2 separate regions of the Sus scrofa genome follow, and region 1 is linked to region 2. Evidence: chromatin contacts called from public Hi-C data. All regions are on one chromosome and are shown on one strand. The core of a region is the stretch at or near the end of the contact, and the rest is flanking DNA. Distances in the headings are between cores, read along the strand shown.

Region 1 (6,985 bases), core at 2,154-4,653, 1.1 Mb before region 2:
CCGGCACAGGTGTACTGGGACACAGTAGAGGGCCTTTCGACCCTAACTCAGGGCTTGTTTCATTGCCTCTTTCAGCACTTTCCTGACCCAGCTGCAGTAAAACCATCTCCTTAGTACATCCGGGAGTTAAAGTAAACACAATTTGCAGTTTGCCTTTACTCTGGCGAAAAACCGGAACCCTAATAATCCTACATGACCAAAACGAGGAAGGAATCAGCTCGTTGGGAATGTATTACCATCATGTATCTATTTGCTGGTTTTCTCCCTACTCTTTTTTCACATTACCCCTGTGAAATGCTATACCTGTCATACTGGTCTCCGTGTGCAGGATGAGCCTTGTAATGACCTAATCCGAGTTTCAAAAACTAAGAACTTGTCAGAAGCCAAGTGTCATGTCAAAACGATCCAATCAACTTAACCACAAAATAATCGTTTCATACAATGTTCAGTAAAGACAGCCATGACAGCAAATATGATCAACTCAGGACTTTCAGAGAAACCCTGATTCTTTTTTGGTGAGTCCAAGGCATGTAGAAGTTCCCCAGGGCAGTGACCAAACCCCCACCACAGCAGCCACTGGAGCCCCTGCAGTGACAACACGGGACCTTTAATCTGCTATTCCACAGGGGAACTCCAACCTTGATTCTTTTCTGTAAAAACGGGATTAGATGGTGCATACTGAACAGTTTAATCCAGGTAGCCTTTGAAACAGTGGGAGAACACAGGAAACACTTCACTGTTTATACTGAAAGTACCTTCTGTGGAGGTAGCAATATACAGAACTTCCCTACCTGCCCCAGTCCATGACAGTGCTCTGGATGTAGTGCTGCTGTCACAAACAGCAAGTGCAGCGACAAATTGAGATGATCAAATTTAACCTAAAAAACATCACCTTGTCCAGTTCCAAGCTCCTACTGAAGTTTTAAAATCTTTAATAGTTCATCTCATAGCATTAAAAAATATATATATGCTTTAGCCTTCGAGGTTTGTTGATCTACAAAATTAACATTTTAATTTCAAGGTAAGAAACGTGCTTATTAAGTTATTGCTGGATAAGATAGTTATTCAAAACAAAAGTTGTTCCCATCATAATCAAGTGAATTTAATACACAACTAGTTTGGGATATGACCTTTATTGAGCTTATCCACCGAAGTGGAAATAATGTCTGTACAAAACCAAATGTTTGTTACTATAACTTCTGCATCACAATTAAAATCCAAACAGTTTTTTAAAAACAGTCAACTCAATCAAAACCCACTACTTCAGAATCAATAGCTTCTTTGAAGCCACAGTAACACTTAAATATGGTTAAGACTCGAATGCAGAAATTTGGTTGGTTGGAAAGCTAATTAAACTTCCAACTTGCTCAAATAGAATTACAAAAAGGCAAAATTGTGTTTTTCACAGAGATACAGTCCATTGGAATCACCAACACTGGACAGCTGTTAGAGTATTTAGAGTCCTGAGATAATAAGGAATCCAGGCATCCTTTAGACAGTCTTCTGTTGTCCTTTCTTCCCAATGAGAGATTTGTGGATGTGTGGAATGACACCTAGGGGAGGAAAGGGATACTTTTAAATATACATTATTTTGAAAATTAACACAGGACTTCAAAACCATGACAGTTTAACGTTCAACTTCGAAGAAGTCTTTAAATGTGAGGCCAGAGTATGCAGAAGTAAAAATTCACTAAGTTATATACAGGAATCAATTTTCATGATGCAACCATACTACAGATCACTGAAAATAACACTAAGTGTCCTCTTCTAGTGGGGGAAAAAAGTAAAGAATTATCTAAAGAAATTAAAAAATTTTTAGTATTTACATACCACCACCAGCGATTGTAGCCTTGATGAGAGAATCCAATTCTTCATCTCCACGAATAGCAAGTTGCAAGTGACGAGGAGTAATACGCTTTACCTTCAAGTCTTTTGATGCATTTCCTGCCAATTCAAGTACCTAGAAGACAGAATCTAATCAATCTCCTGCCAACTTTCCTTAGGATCAAGATCCAGAAGAATCAAACCTTCGTGAACGTGTATCTACCAACTGCCGTCTCCCCCCACTACCTGAATGGCAAGATATGCAAAAGCTATAAAGGGGACACGCAATTTTATTTCCTAAAGCAGTCAACTCAAGCTCAGGAGGAACCCAAAATGAACACCAGCCCCCTCTAGCGTTGTCAGAAGCTTCTCACCGCGTTCAGAGCCTGGGAGTTTTCTTGCATCACTTTCCTCCTTCCCTCTCACCGCCTCCCCCCACCACCTTTTCCAGATTACAGGCGTACACCCATTTACCTCTGCGGTGAGGTACTCCAGGATGGCTGCGCTGTACACAGCGGCAGTCGCGCCCACACGTCCATGGCTGGTCGTCCTAGATTTCAGGTGTCGATGAATACGGCCCACCGGAAACTTCATTTTTCGCATACACAAACACAAATGCACAAAGATAGAGGAGCCAAAAATGGTCAAATTATACGCGCGCCAAAGCAAGGGGCACGGAGGCTGATGCAGCAACGCGCCCTAGCATCGCCACACGTGATCGCCCCCCCTTCCCCAATATTTATTGTATCGGTAAACCAAGTCCCGACACCATCACCACGCAAAGACCAAAAGCTCATCTAGTGCAATGATAAACAGAGAAAAAGGAGAGAAAAACGCCGCGATTCCCAGACAGCAGAAACCCCCACTGACCTGCAAACCGGCTCTCTGCGAGCGGGAAACCGCCTTTGTCTTGGCCTTTCCGGAGTCCTTCCCAGCCTTACCGCCAGCCTGCGGCGCGCACACGCCCGCGAGCGAAGAAGGAACGCAGAATACAGGATTACCAAGGCGGCGCGCCCCTCCCCCACCGCGGGGCGGCCCGGGCGCGAGCGGGGCCCGGTGCCCAGCCGGGGTCTCCGGCCCGCCGCGCGCCGCAAGGGCGACCCCGCCCGCCTGCCCCCCGCTGCGCGCCCGCCGCGGCCGCGCGCTTCAGGCCGCCCGCTCACCGCCCTCCGGCTCCCAGCGGCGCTGCGCGCGCCACCCAACCGTCGCCGCCCGCCGCGAGATCGGAGGCTGCTCCGCTCGCCGCCGACAAAACACCTCCCCCCGCTCTTCCACATCCTCTCTCCGCGCGTTCCCAACCGTCACCGCTTCACCCCCATCTCCGTGTGTAACGGGTTTTTCTCCTGCCGGCAAAAACCCGCGTAGTCTTCGAGCGCCTCCGCGAAGTTTACCATTTCGAATTCTGCTGAAGCTCAAACAAGCAAGGCAGAGAAAGGACTAGTCAGTCACCAAGCGAGATCCCGCCGCCTACTCCTCCGTCGCACCGCGATTCAAACTGCGCTGTCTCCCGCCTTCCCCGCTCCCTTTATACTGCAGAATGTTCCCTCATCCGGGAACTCGGATTGCTCATCCCACCAATGGCTGCCACCCGCCCTCGGGCCGCGTCCTTGAAGTCTCAGCCAATGAGCAAGCGAAGAAAAGGGCGGAGGGGCGGGCGCTTTGCAGCTCGAGCTGTTATTGGGGCATGAGAAGGAGGTGGGGGAGAACGGAGGGATGGGAACCCGGGAGAAGAAGGGCACAGCGGCGGGAGGGAAGAAACAGAGCGAGCTACGCTGCTTGAGCAGGGCACCCGCCGGCTTAGTCACGTGCCTGGAGGGAGGAGCTGAGAGGCTCAGGGGAGGGGCACGCAGTAGCTGCCCCCTATTCCACCTTTGCCTCCTTGCTCGGTTCCAGAGACCTCGGAAAGCGGGGACTAGCACTCCCTCCTTCCTGCCCTGCCCTCCCTCCGCCTCCGCCCCGTTAGAACACCTGGCGGGCAGAGACCCGCCTGTCCGCAGCCTTCTTCCGGAGCACGGGGTACCTTCACCGACCCCCCTGCATTCCCGTTGACACCTCCGGTCTGACAGGTGGCGCGAAGGCGTCCAGTGAAAGGCGCCCCGACTCCTTCGCTAACCATAGTCTGGGTAGTGATTTCGCGTTTGTTCCTCCTAGGCAAGTGCCCAGCCACCGATTCATCACGACCCTCTGCTCCCACTTTTTCAGCTGTATCTCCTTCCTCTTCTTTTCTCAGGACTTTTTGAACCCCCTACCTCCCCAACCCCAACAGAACAGTTTCATGGAAAAGACGGTGAAGCAAAGTCACCTCGCTGGTCATAAAAGACCTTTTGGTCTACCCACTGAAGGCTTGGGCTGAGGCGGTATTCTTTAATCAAATCATATTTTTCTAAAGACTACACGTCTGTGGGTTGTACCTATAGCCTGGCTTCTAAAGTTGATTTAGTGAAACATGAAGGCTATTATGTGTCAACTCTTCTATGCTAAACATTTTGCTACTTGACAAATGTTCGGTAAATGTCCTCATATGATTCACAGGCAGTTACAGATGGTCCATGTAATCAAATGCAAATGATGGGCTTAAAAAAATAGTACTGTACACACAGTACTATCATAATGCCAGCTACTTAATTTTCCAACTAATAGATTAATAGCACCTCTGTACACGTCCAGCTGCTTGGAGACAGTAGTGATCCAAATCTTTCATACTTGGAGTTTTAACAGTAATTACGTTATAAACATAATTCAGTATTTCTGACATTAAGAAAATTTGAAATATATACTCTTTAGTACTGTAGTTTGGGTTTCAATCTGAAAGTTTTATCAAGTTTTTTTGGAAATTTGCTGTTAATTTTAAAATTAAAAAATTGGGAGTTCCTGTTGTGGCTTGGCGCTAAAGAACCCAGCTAGTATCCACGAGGACGCGAGTTCAATTCCCGGCCTCACTCAGTGAGTTAAGGATCCTTGGTTGCCCTGAGCTGTGGACTAGATGGCATGCGTGGCTGGGATCCTGCATGGCTGTGACTGTGGTGTAGGCTGGCAGCTGCATCTCTGATTCCACCCCTAACTTGGGAACTTCTGTATGCCCTGAGTGCAGCCCTAAAAGGCAAAAAAGGGAAAAAAAATTAGGGTCTTATATTATCCTTTCATTATCTATTATTGATCTTTAGGATTTGCTGGGTAGAGGGAGGGACTCTGTGTTGATATTGTTTTCCCAAATAATATTTCACCTATATTAGTATTTTATAAGTCATCCCTCCACCTAAATCGTAAATCCACATCCATAATAATCCCTACCTTACATTTTTAACATAAATGTTTTTGATTGATTGATTAATTGATATTGCTTTTTAGGGCTGCAGCCACGCCGCATATGGAGGTTCCCAGGCTAGGGGGCAAATCGGAGCTACAGCTGCCGGCCTATGCCACAGTCACAGCAATGCAGGATCAAGCTGCGTCTGCAATCTACACCACAGCTCATGGCAACACCAGATCCTTAACCTACTGAGTGAGGCCAGGGATCAAACCCACAACCTCATGGTTCCTAGTTAGATTCATTTCCACTGCGCCATGACAGGAACTCCTTTTTTTTTTTTTTTAACATAATTTCAAGAAGATTGTTGTTGACATTTAACACATCTTTATTACTGTTTTATATTCTTTATATATTGAGATGGGATGCAATACCATGATATATAATATATGTATATATAATACATGATGTAGAATCCCGCCCTAATAAAGGAATAGTTGTGATATAGTCCAGGTTGGTGCTGTCAGTCCTTGCAACAGGCCAAGCAATAGCAGTTGGGAGATGGGATATATAAAGCATAGTTTCTTCCCTCAAACTAGCTGAGAGGATCAGACATGAAAGAAAATGTTAACAATGCTCTCATCATTAAAACCACATTGATAAGACTGTTAAAATAAGTACCTGACTGGCTGCCAAATCAATAGTTCCTCTAGTTTAAAGGACAGAAACAGGAGTTACCACTGTGGCTCAGTGGGTTAAGAATCTGACTTCAGCAGCTTGGTTGACTAGGGAGGTGCGGGCAGGAGCTTGTCAAAGAAGAAGTTCCAGTGATATATCCCAAGAAGTATTCCTAACAAAAACATTGGGCGATGATATCAGAATTAAGATAAACTGAGGCATATTAAAAAAGTTAGAGTTTATCTGAGCAAAAATCAATTGGAATCTGGCAGTGTTGAGCTGGAAGTGGTTAGGGACACTGACCAACAGGAGCTGGGCAAGAGACTTCCGCAGCGAAGGCGTGGAAGCAAAGAAAGGAAATAATTTGATTGGCTATAGCTTAAAGCAATTGATTTTTTCTTTTTCTCTTCTTTTTTTTTTTTTTTTTCGTTTTTTTAGGGCCGCACTCACAGCATACAGAGGTTCCCAGGCTAGGGGTCGAATCAGAGCTGCACATGCCGGTCTATACCACAGCCACAGCAACTCAGGATCTGTGCCAAGTCTGCAACCTACACAGCAGCTCAGGGCAACGCCGGATCCTTAACCTGCTGAACCAGGCCAGGGATCAACCCCACGACCTCATGGATACCAGTGGGGTTCATTAACCACTGAGCCACTGCAGAAACTCCAGCAATAGATTTTCTTTAGATTGTGACTTCATAACCCTAAGGCATTTCACAGGCTTAGATTTTAGGCCAGCCATAGCATTAGAGCCCCCTTGTCTAATCACCTCCTTATTTAATTAATCTGATGTCATGGATGACAATACCAAGGAAAAGAGTGAAATGCCATTGAAAGGTGAAGAGCAGCCAAAGAACAATATCCAGAGAAGTAAAATGTGGTGTTTCCCTAGACATAATGATTCCATATGAAATTAGAAAACTCCTGTAGGTACGTCTAGCAAGGAGATGGCCATCACGTGTGTCCTGCTTGCTCTGGGTAATGGAACATCTGTTTGATCTTCACTACCCTTCTCTGATTACCAAAGACGATGATGTTGCCAGAGACAGACTAAATCTCATTTTATCAGAACTCTAGGCTGTTAAGTAACTCTTTTATGCCCAGTGTTACGAGGCAATGACAAAAGCCCATTGGCTAAATTCTGAGCTTCTAAGTTTGACCTTCCACACAGCTCTCCTAGCGCTGACGAGGAGGTGCGGGCAAGAGCTTGTCAAAGAAAAAGTTCCAGTGATATAT
Region 2 (7,396 bases), core at 1,406-3,905:
TGGTAGTATGCCCACCTTAAAAATCAGGATTCATCTACCGATAAAGTTTTATTAAACTTTCTTGTGTAAACAAAATTTCACATCGAGATTCCTATCAAAACATATGCAAAATTAACTCCTCCTACTTTGAGTCTATTAAATCCATCTGCATTTCAGTTCCGGAAAAATAAACCAAATTTTTTGAATTATGAGTGATTCTGTGTATATATCATAAAAAGCCAGTTATGATAATACATATAATACAGTACTGGGGAAAAAAAGGCAAGACAAAATAGCCATGGAATGGTTGAATGGGCTCCTTCACGTCAAGTGGTAAAGATACCAAGCCAGAATGTATGAAAACTTATTTTCACATTCTTCACTTGGTGACAATTTTAACATTTACATTAAGAAGCCATACCATGTGATTTAAAACAGAGAACTGACTTTATGTATACATACATGGGTTTTCCAATTGCTGACATATTTACTGCTATCATTTGAATTGTAAGCTTTATACCAAGTATTCTGAAAAAAGATGATCTTAACATACAGATCAGAGTTACACCTAAACTTCACACATTAGGGAGATATGTGATCCTCTGATATTTCTGCAAAAGGTCTTAATTTTTCAAAATGTCAACAGAGGCCATTAACATAAAAGTTCTTTTGAATGAATTTTAATTGACTCTTAACGGGAGAATCCGTGCCTGGATAACCAATAGCTGTGCATTTGGTTATAAATAAACCAAATGAACCAAATAAACCTATTTCAAGTGGTTCTTGCAAAGATATTAACTCCTTATTTTAATGAGTCTATGAATACTGCACTGAAGCAGGAATAGTTCTAAGAGAACCAAAACAAGAGAACACACACACACTATAAAAACTGAACACACCTGAAAGGAGCAATGAATAGTTCTGAAGCCCCAGAAAGACTTAGGCATCATGCATGGTCTTTAGATTGCTGGGTTACTTCACCTAAATGCTCACGGTGCAAAAGACTTCATTGCTCTGCACTCTACTTGCATGCTCAGGCCACATTAGATACTCTGTTGTACACACAACACAGGCATACACATTCACTCTCTCCTTCTACACCAGCCAGCGCTGTTTCCAATTTCAGAGGCCCGCTCCAAGTAGCCCATGCCCATCCCTGCTCCGCTCAGTGTCCTGACCCCAGGAATGAGGAATACTACTTAATCCTGGCGTATCAACTCCGCTGCCTCATCTTTCCAGGATTCATAGTACAGTTCCTCCCCAGTCCACCAAAGAATACAACGAAGACTGCGGATTCCCCTGTGCTAGCTTAGAGACCACTACCTGTCCCCTTCCTCACCCCACGCATCCCGGCTGCTGTTTGGGATCCCAGAGCCATCGCCGCCCGGAGTCTGTGATCCCGGGGCGGAGAAGAGCCAATGAACGGAATCAAATAGCCCATTAACAAGCGGGTGCCAGGGGCAAGGAAGAAGCAGGCAGGGTGAGGTTACCATCGGGGAGGTGTGCTCCAGCGGGGCACGATTCAAGAGCAATGACAGGTCGGCGGGGTAAGGCTGAGGGTGGCGAGGGAGGTTGGGGAACAGCTTTTCGTGTCTTTCTCAGGGCCTGCGGGGGAATCCCAGGGCGGCGGCTTGGGGCTCTCCGGTCGTTCCCCGCCCCCGCGCCCCCCATGCCCCCCCCCGGCCGCCCCCTCCCTGCGGTCGCCCCCGCCCCGCGCGGAAGGAAGCACCGGGCTCCCCCCACGCTCTCCCGCTCTCTCGCGAGTCCTGTGCAGGCCCTTTCGGGGGAGGGGGAGGGGGCGCGGAGGGAATTGCTGCAATGGAGCGCCGAGAGAATCCTGCCCGAGCGAGGCAGGCGGTGGAAAGCCACCGCCACATAAAAATGCCATATTAATTTTTTAAAAGCCATAAATCACCCCTCCCTCTGCAAGAGAAAACCATAAACCCGATCCCACGCAAGCCTGCGAGCAGCCACCCACTTCCTATTTCTGTCACAGCAGCTACACCCTACCAGCAACCACCCCCCGGGCGCCCCCTCCCGCCACCGCCACCGCCACCCCCGCCACCGCCTCCCCTTGGCTCAGCCATTTGCCAACTGACGCCCCCGTAAATAAAAATGCCCCAAGTGGGCTGGGTGGGAAGCGTGGGGGAAGGGCGCGCGAGAGAGGGGGGTTCGAGGGTTGCACAATATCCTAGAAGGTCCGTGGCTGGAGCAGGGAGAGAGCCTAGGGCGGGGGGAGGGGAGGAAGCCGCCCGGGTGCCTGCGGCACCCGGTGCACCCGGGCGACCGCGGCGCGCCGCTTACCTTTCACCACCCTGTCGGTCGTCGACAACTTGGGATCAATTGCCTTGGGCTCGGACATCTCCAGCCGCCGGGGGACAGCGACGCGCTGCTCGTCCGTCCTACTGCACACCCCGACCGGACTGGCGGGCCAACACTCAACGCCGCCGCCGCCGCCGCGCTGCAAACCGCTTGGCTGGAGGTCTGGGCTCTGAGCTGGCTTTAAAGTTACTGCCTTCTCCGCGCGTCCCTCCTCCTCCGCCGCCGCCGCCTTCACTCCTCCTCCACCGCCGCCAGCCCCTCCGACTCTGCTCCGGGCTGCGCGTGTGTGGTGGTTATTTATTTATTTTCAAAGCACGCCTCTCGGTTCTTCTTTTATTCTTGGGGGAAGGGGGATGGGGAGGGGAAGCGCACACACGAGCACCCACCCTGGCACGGAGATCAGGCACAGCGGAATGGATCCCCACGCGCGCACACTGCCGGGATTAAGACCGATCACATGGGGAGGGCCGGGGGCGAGAGAGAGAGGCAGGGCCGCCGATGTCAATGCCACCAGCCGCGCCTCAGCGTCCCCGGCGGCTGAGAGGCGGACGCCGCTGCTGCTGCTGCCGCTGTTACTGCCGCTGCTTCCCCACACCGACCGCTGCCGCTGATCCGCGGCCGCCAGAGACGTCCCGCCGCCGTGCTCGCCCGTGCCCGCCTCTGCCTCCCAGCGCCGCTCCTCCACTCACACAGGCACAGCCGTGGAGCTCGGCAGACACAGTCCGGGGCGCAACCTACCCTCCACCGCTGCCGCCTCCTCCGCCGCCGCCGCCACCGCTCCCGCCTCCTCCCCTTCCTCCTCCCGGCCCCCGCCTCTATCGCCCCAGCAGCCTCCTCCTCCTCGCGGAGCCCGCCCCCTGGCTCCCCGCCCAGACGTTGGGTCAGCGGTCGCTTATTGGCTAGCGTGTGCGTCACTCACCGCCAGTGGCGACCTCCTCGTGGGTCCCGCCTCCCGCTCCTCCTCTTCGTCCCCGCCCCCTGCTCTGTTTTCTCCTGGTTGCCAGTCCTGTGGGCCTGTCGCCTCCACCAACCAGTCCCCGCTCAGGTGTCACTGTTGCTGGCAGGCCGGGGTTAGGGAAGGAGAATGGGCAGGGGTCGCGGTTGGGAGGAGAGAGGCCCTACTATGCCACCCTCAGCCCGATTTGGCCTCCTCCCCGGCACCCCGCACACACACCCCATACACCCCGGGCCGCTTTGGCAACCGTGCCTCGTCGGCTGGGTCGAGCCGCAGTGTGTGAGTAGCCAAGTGCGGAGGGTGTCTCCGGGTGTGTGCGTGGCCCGCGAGAGGGCAAGAAGAGAGGAGGCGGAGAGAGGAGGGAAGGGGGTGGGGGTGAGAAGCGACAGAGAGGGCGGAGGAAGGAAGATCGCGGGGACCTCCGGGGCCCACCGCACAGCTGCTGTCGCTGCCGCAGCTGTCCAGAGAGAATCGCCAAAACGGCGACGAATAAAGGACTTACCTTGGGGAGACGGGCTCAGCCTGTGATGTGTTTACGGTTGTTTTGCTATCTGGGTTTTTGTAGGGGACCGTGTGGTGGTCATTTATGTTTCCCACTTGTGCATCCACACCTTCCGAGGAGGGGCCGCTCTGGAGCGTTGCGGCCCGAAGACTTGGCAGAGCGTGCTGGGAGCTCTAGGACGCTGGAGCAGACTGTCCACCGAGGGTGAGGACCGGAGTCCAAGAGACCCCAGGCAACTTTGGGTCACCTAGGGCTGCCCAACCGTCTCCAGGGAGAAATGGGGGGCGGGGGAGTTGGAAAAAACACCGGAGAGGGTTGGTTTTTCCATGTTGACACTAAGCACCCAGCCACTGGTTAGAATTGGTGACACCACATCTCCTTTCCCCTCTCCTTTGATCACCTGATACCCACTTGCTGCTCCTCATACCTGCAGGGCCCTGAAGCCCAAAGCGGGCCCCACTCTGCACCCGCCCCCGCCGTTGGAAAGAGTGTGAAGGAGAGAATGGGAGTCGTGGGAGGCTAAATAGTGGCAGTGGCCAAAGTGCTCCCTTCTGACCTTCCTGCAGGGCCACAGAATGAAGAGCAGGTCTCCCTCTGCAAGAAGGTCACCTCACCCAGCACCTCTCCCCAACCAAGCTCAGCACCAAGGAATTACAGTACAAACTCAAAAAGGAGTTTTACGAATTGACTGCTGACCCTCGAGTGTGGCTTCAGCAGTGTGGCCTGCAAGGAATAGGAGCTCACACTAGGAGGCAGGTGAGCCTCTAAGGAGGCCTTTTAGCAAAAGGAGACCATTCTGGGTATGTCCCTGGCTCAGAGAGACTGCCACTGGCTCCTAATTCTGCTGCCCAATTCAGAACCTGGGACAGTTTTGTAGTAACTAGGCAGACAGTACATTCAATAAATATGTATCATGCTCTTTTTATATGCCAGATGCTGTAATAGGTAATTTGTGTGGAGTGGGGGTGGGGAGTATTTGAAAATGGCCCTTGCGCATAGGAAAGCCTAGTCCAGTAGAACTGTCATAAAAATATGAGCTCTGAGGGGCCAGTGTATTTCCTCAGGAAGGGGTTGTTGAAAACAGCCTCCTGAGCACGAGCAGAGCTTGTTGCTAAGGCAGATTTGGGAAGTTGGTCCCTGGCCAGATGGCACACAGCGAGGAAGGGATGCCAAGACCTGTGGGTGAAGAAGAGGGCCTGCTTGTGGCAAGATCAGGAAACCACGTCCAGGGATGCTGACTTCCAGTGCCGCAGTGTTCTTTCCCACATCTTGCAAACAGAGATGCAGTTGCCACTGTTATTGGGACACACTTCTCCAGTGTTAAAACGCACACACACAAACAAACCTTTGAACCAGGATCAGAAAGCTCCAAATGTCAGCACCATAGAAAGGTTTTATGATGCAAATAGGAAATGCAGGCACACCTTTCAGGCACACCCTTCAGTCCGCTAGGAGTCTGGGACACCTCCTAGCTGAGGTATGTGTGGGAAAAAAATGTTGTGAATCATAATACTTTACAACACATCTTATTATCATCAGGTGTCTTTAATGCATGTGTATGGTTCCACACTGTTGCAACACAGGATCATCTTCTTAATCAAAACTGAACTCTAAGGAAAACTAGATAGCAGCATATTAACTGAGACTAGTCATACCCACATAACTGGCCTACTGAAATAGCCAAATCTTCCTTTTTTTTTTAATGTAGATTTTTTTTTTCAGATTTCCCACTATCTGTTACCAACCTTTTTTTTTTTTTCAGAATGCCCAAGCAATCCTTGATTATATTACCACAGATTACCTTACACTTGGAATTTACATTTTCTAAGATGTTACTGCAATTCCTGGATGCTGACTTTGAGAGTATCCTCTGATTGAAGAAAAAGAAAAAAAAACCTTGGCAGAAAAAACTTACTGTCTACCAAATAATTGTATTTCCCCATCTTTAGTGTATTTCTCTCTGCAAAATATTTGCCCAGGTAGGGACTCCATTTTCCATTTCCCAGTCTGCACCTGCTTGCAAATAAGTGGGTCCATGTGACTAGTTATGGTGAATGGAATGTGGGCTGAAGTGTTTCATCACTTTCCCAGGAAGGCAGTTAGGCAGCAGATAACACATTCTACAGCCTATGGGTTCCCATCTTATAGCTGAATTCATGGGCTTCTAGAGGCCAGGAGAAGGGGTGACCCCAAATGAAAAGAACTGAGTACCTGAGCCAGCACATGGAGGAATGCTGCCCGCCTAGTAGGAAAATCTGCACTGGACTTTACTCGAATTAAAAATAAGCTCTTATTGTGTTGCTCCATTGAAATTTAGGGATATGTTTGTTAGAGTACCTAGTATCACCAGATTAGCACACAGATGTTATCATGTTAGTTCAGAAAGGAAAATCCAGAATTATTTTGTATCTGTTATATGTCAGAACTACCAGAAGACTAAAAATATTATCTTTTAATACATGAGCATCAATTTTGATTTTTTGTAAATGAATTATTGATTTGTCTCTTGTGTTTCAAACATCTGTTCTGTGCAAAGCGCTGACTATATGATGCACAAATGTATAAAGGATTCTAGATTTAGTCCTTTTATTTAAGGATTGTTACAGAAGAGTTGTACATATGCTATCTTCGCAAACATTTAGGTGCAAGGTGCTACTTCCTCAAAATTGATTATGAACATAAATACGTACGGAAAAAATATTGAGGATTTGGAGTCATCTGTGCATACAAATGCTCCAAGTCACAGCTTACCTCCACTGGTACCAATTATAGTAAATGAGTAATATTTTAGTTTGCTTTTTTAGGCAACTACCAGATGTAGAAGCTTTTTTTTTAAAGAAAAAAAGTAATGATATTTCATATTATATCCTGTTTTGAGAATAACCAGCTTTTGAAATTTTGGACTTTCCTTTGGTTCTCAGATGAATTACTATATATATGTATTTTTTTTTTCTTTTGGCTTTTTAGGGCCACCTGCGGCATATGGAAGTTCCCAGGCTAGGGGTCAAATCAGCCACAGCAACTCGGGATCCGAGCCTCATCTGCAACCTATACCACAGCTCATGGCAACACCAGATCCTTAAGTCCCTAAACGAGGCCAGAGATGGAACCCACATCTTCATGGATACTAGTTGGGTTCGTTTCCTCTGGGCTACAAATGGAATTCCAAATTACTGTTATTTTGCCATTAAGGATGGAATAATAACTTCAGGTTCTGACCCTTCCAAGGCATGTGCTTTGTTCTGAGTAGTTGATAGCAGACAACTGTATGTCTGACCTGTTCTCACCTAGGCTGATGGAGCATGGTGCTGAAGAACCTGCAGAGTACACAGCCAATCCTTGTGGATCCATGAATGTGGATGCGAATTTGATTTATTATCTTAAAGCTAATTCCTCTGACATTCATATTTAACATGTTCTACCCTTTTCACTATAGAGGCTCTATGAAATACATTATTCAACATGGATTTTATTTGCGGTTTAAAATAAAAGAGCTTTTTGTTGTTTATATTTTGGATTGCTCTTGAAATTTATTGAGCCTGTTTTTTTCCAGAAGGCAGTTTTCCTCATTTAAGAAAGTTATTTTTCAAAGTACACAAAAATTGTTATACCAAATGCATTTAGGAATAAATTTACTT

What was found. Hi-C and Micro-C count contacts between places; a contact is called where the count stands out from the background.
Region 1: a contact with region 2 is called in a Hi-C map of retroperitoneal adipose tissue, with 1.5 times the contacts expected there. The contact joins the promoter of H2AFZ here to the promoter of LOC110261963 in region 2. A contact is called at or near these places in 3 of 47 Hi-C or Micro-C datasets (heart right ventricle, liver and retroperitoneal adipose tissue).

Annotation. Positions count from the first base shown.
Region 1 is chr8:120,560,170-120,567,154 of Sscrofa11.1, reverse strand. It overlaps H2AFZ (H2A histone family, member Z), which reads right to left and starts at 3,403. Exons shown (of 5, transcript NM_001123122.1): 1 at 3,216-3,403; 2 at 2,695-2,772; 3 at 2,299-2,412; 4 at 1,831-1,960; 5 at 1,132-1,553. The coding sequence starts at 3,218. The coding sequence ends at 1,492.
Region 2 is chr8:119,424,919-119,432,314 of Sscrofa11.1, reverse strand. LOC110261963 reads left to right here and starts at 2,655. Exons shown (of 4, transcript XM_021100550.1): 1 at 2,655-2,872; 2 at 2,927-3,535; 3 at 3,822-3,962; 4 at 4,192-4,315. The coding sequence starts at 2,655. The coding sequence ends at 4,252. PPP3CA (protein phosphatase 3 catalytic subunit alpha) reads right to left here and starts at 2,408. Exons shown (of 13, transcript NM_214128.1): 1 at 2,284-2,408. The coding sequence starts at 2,341.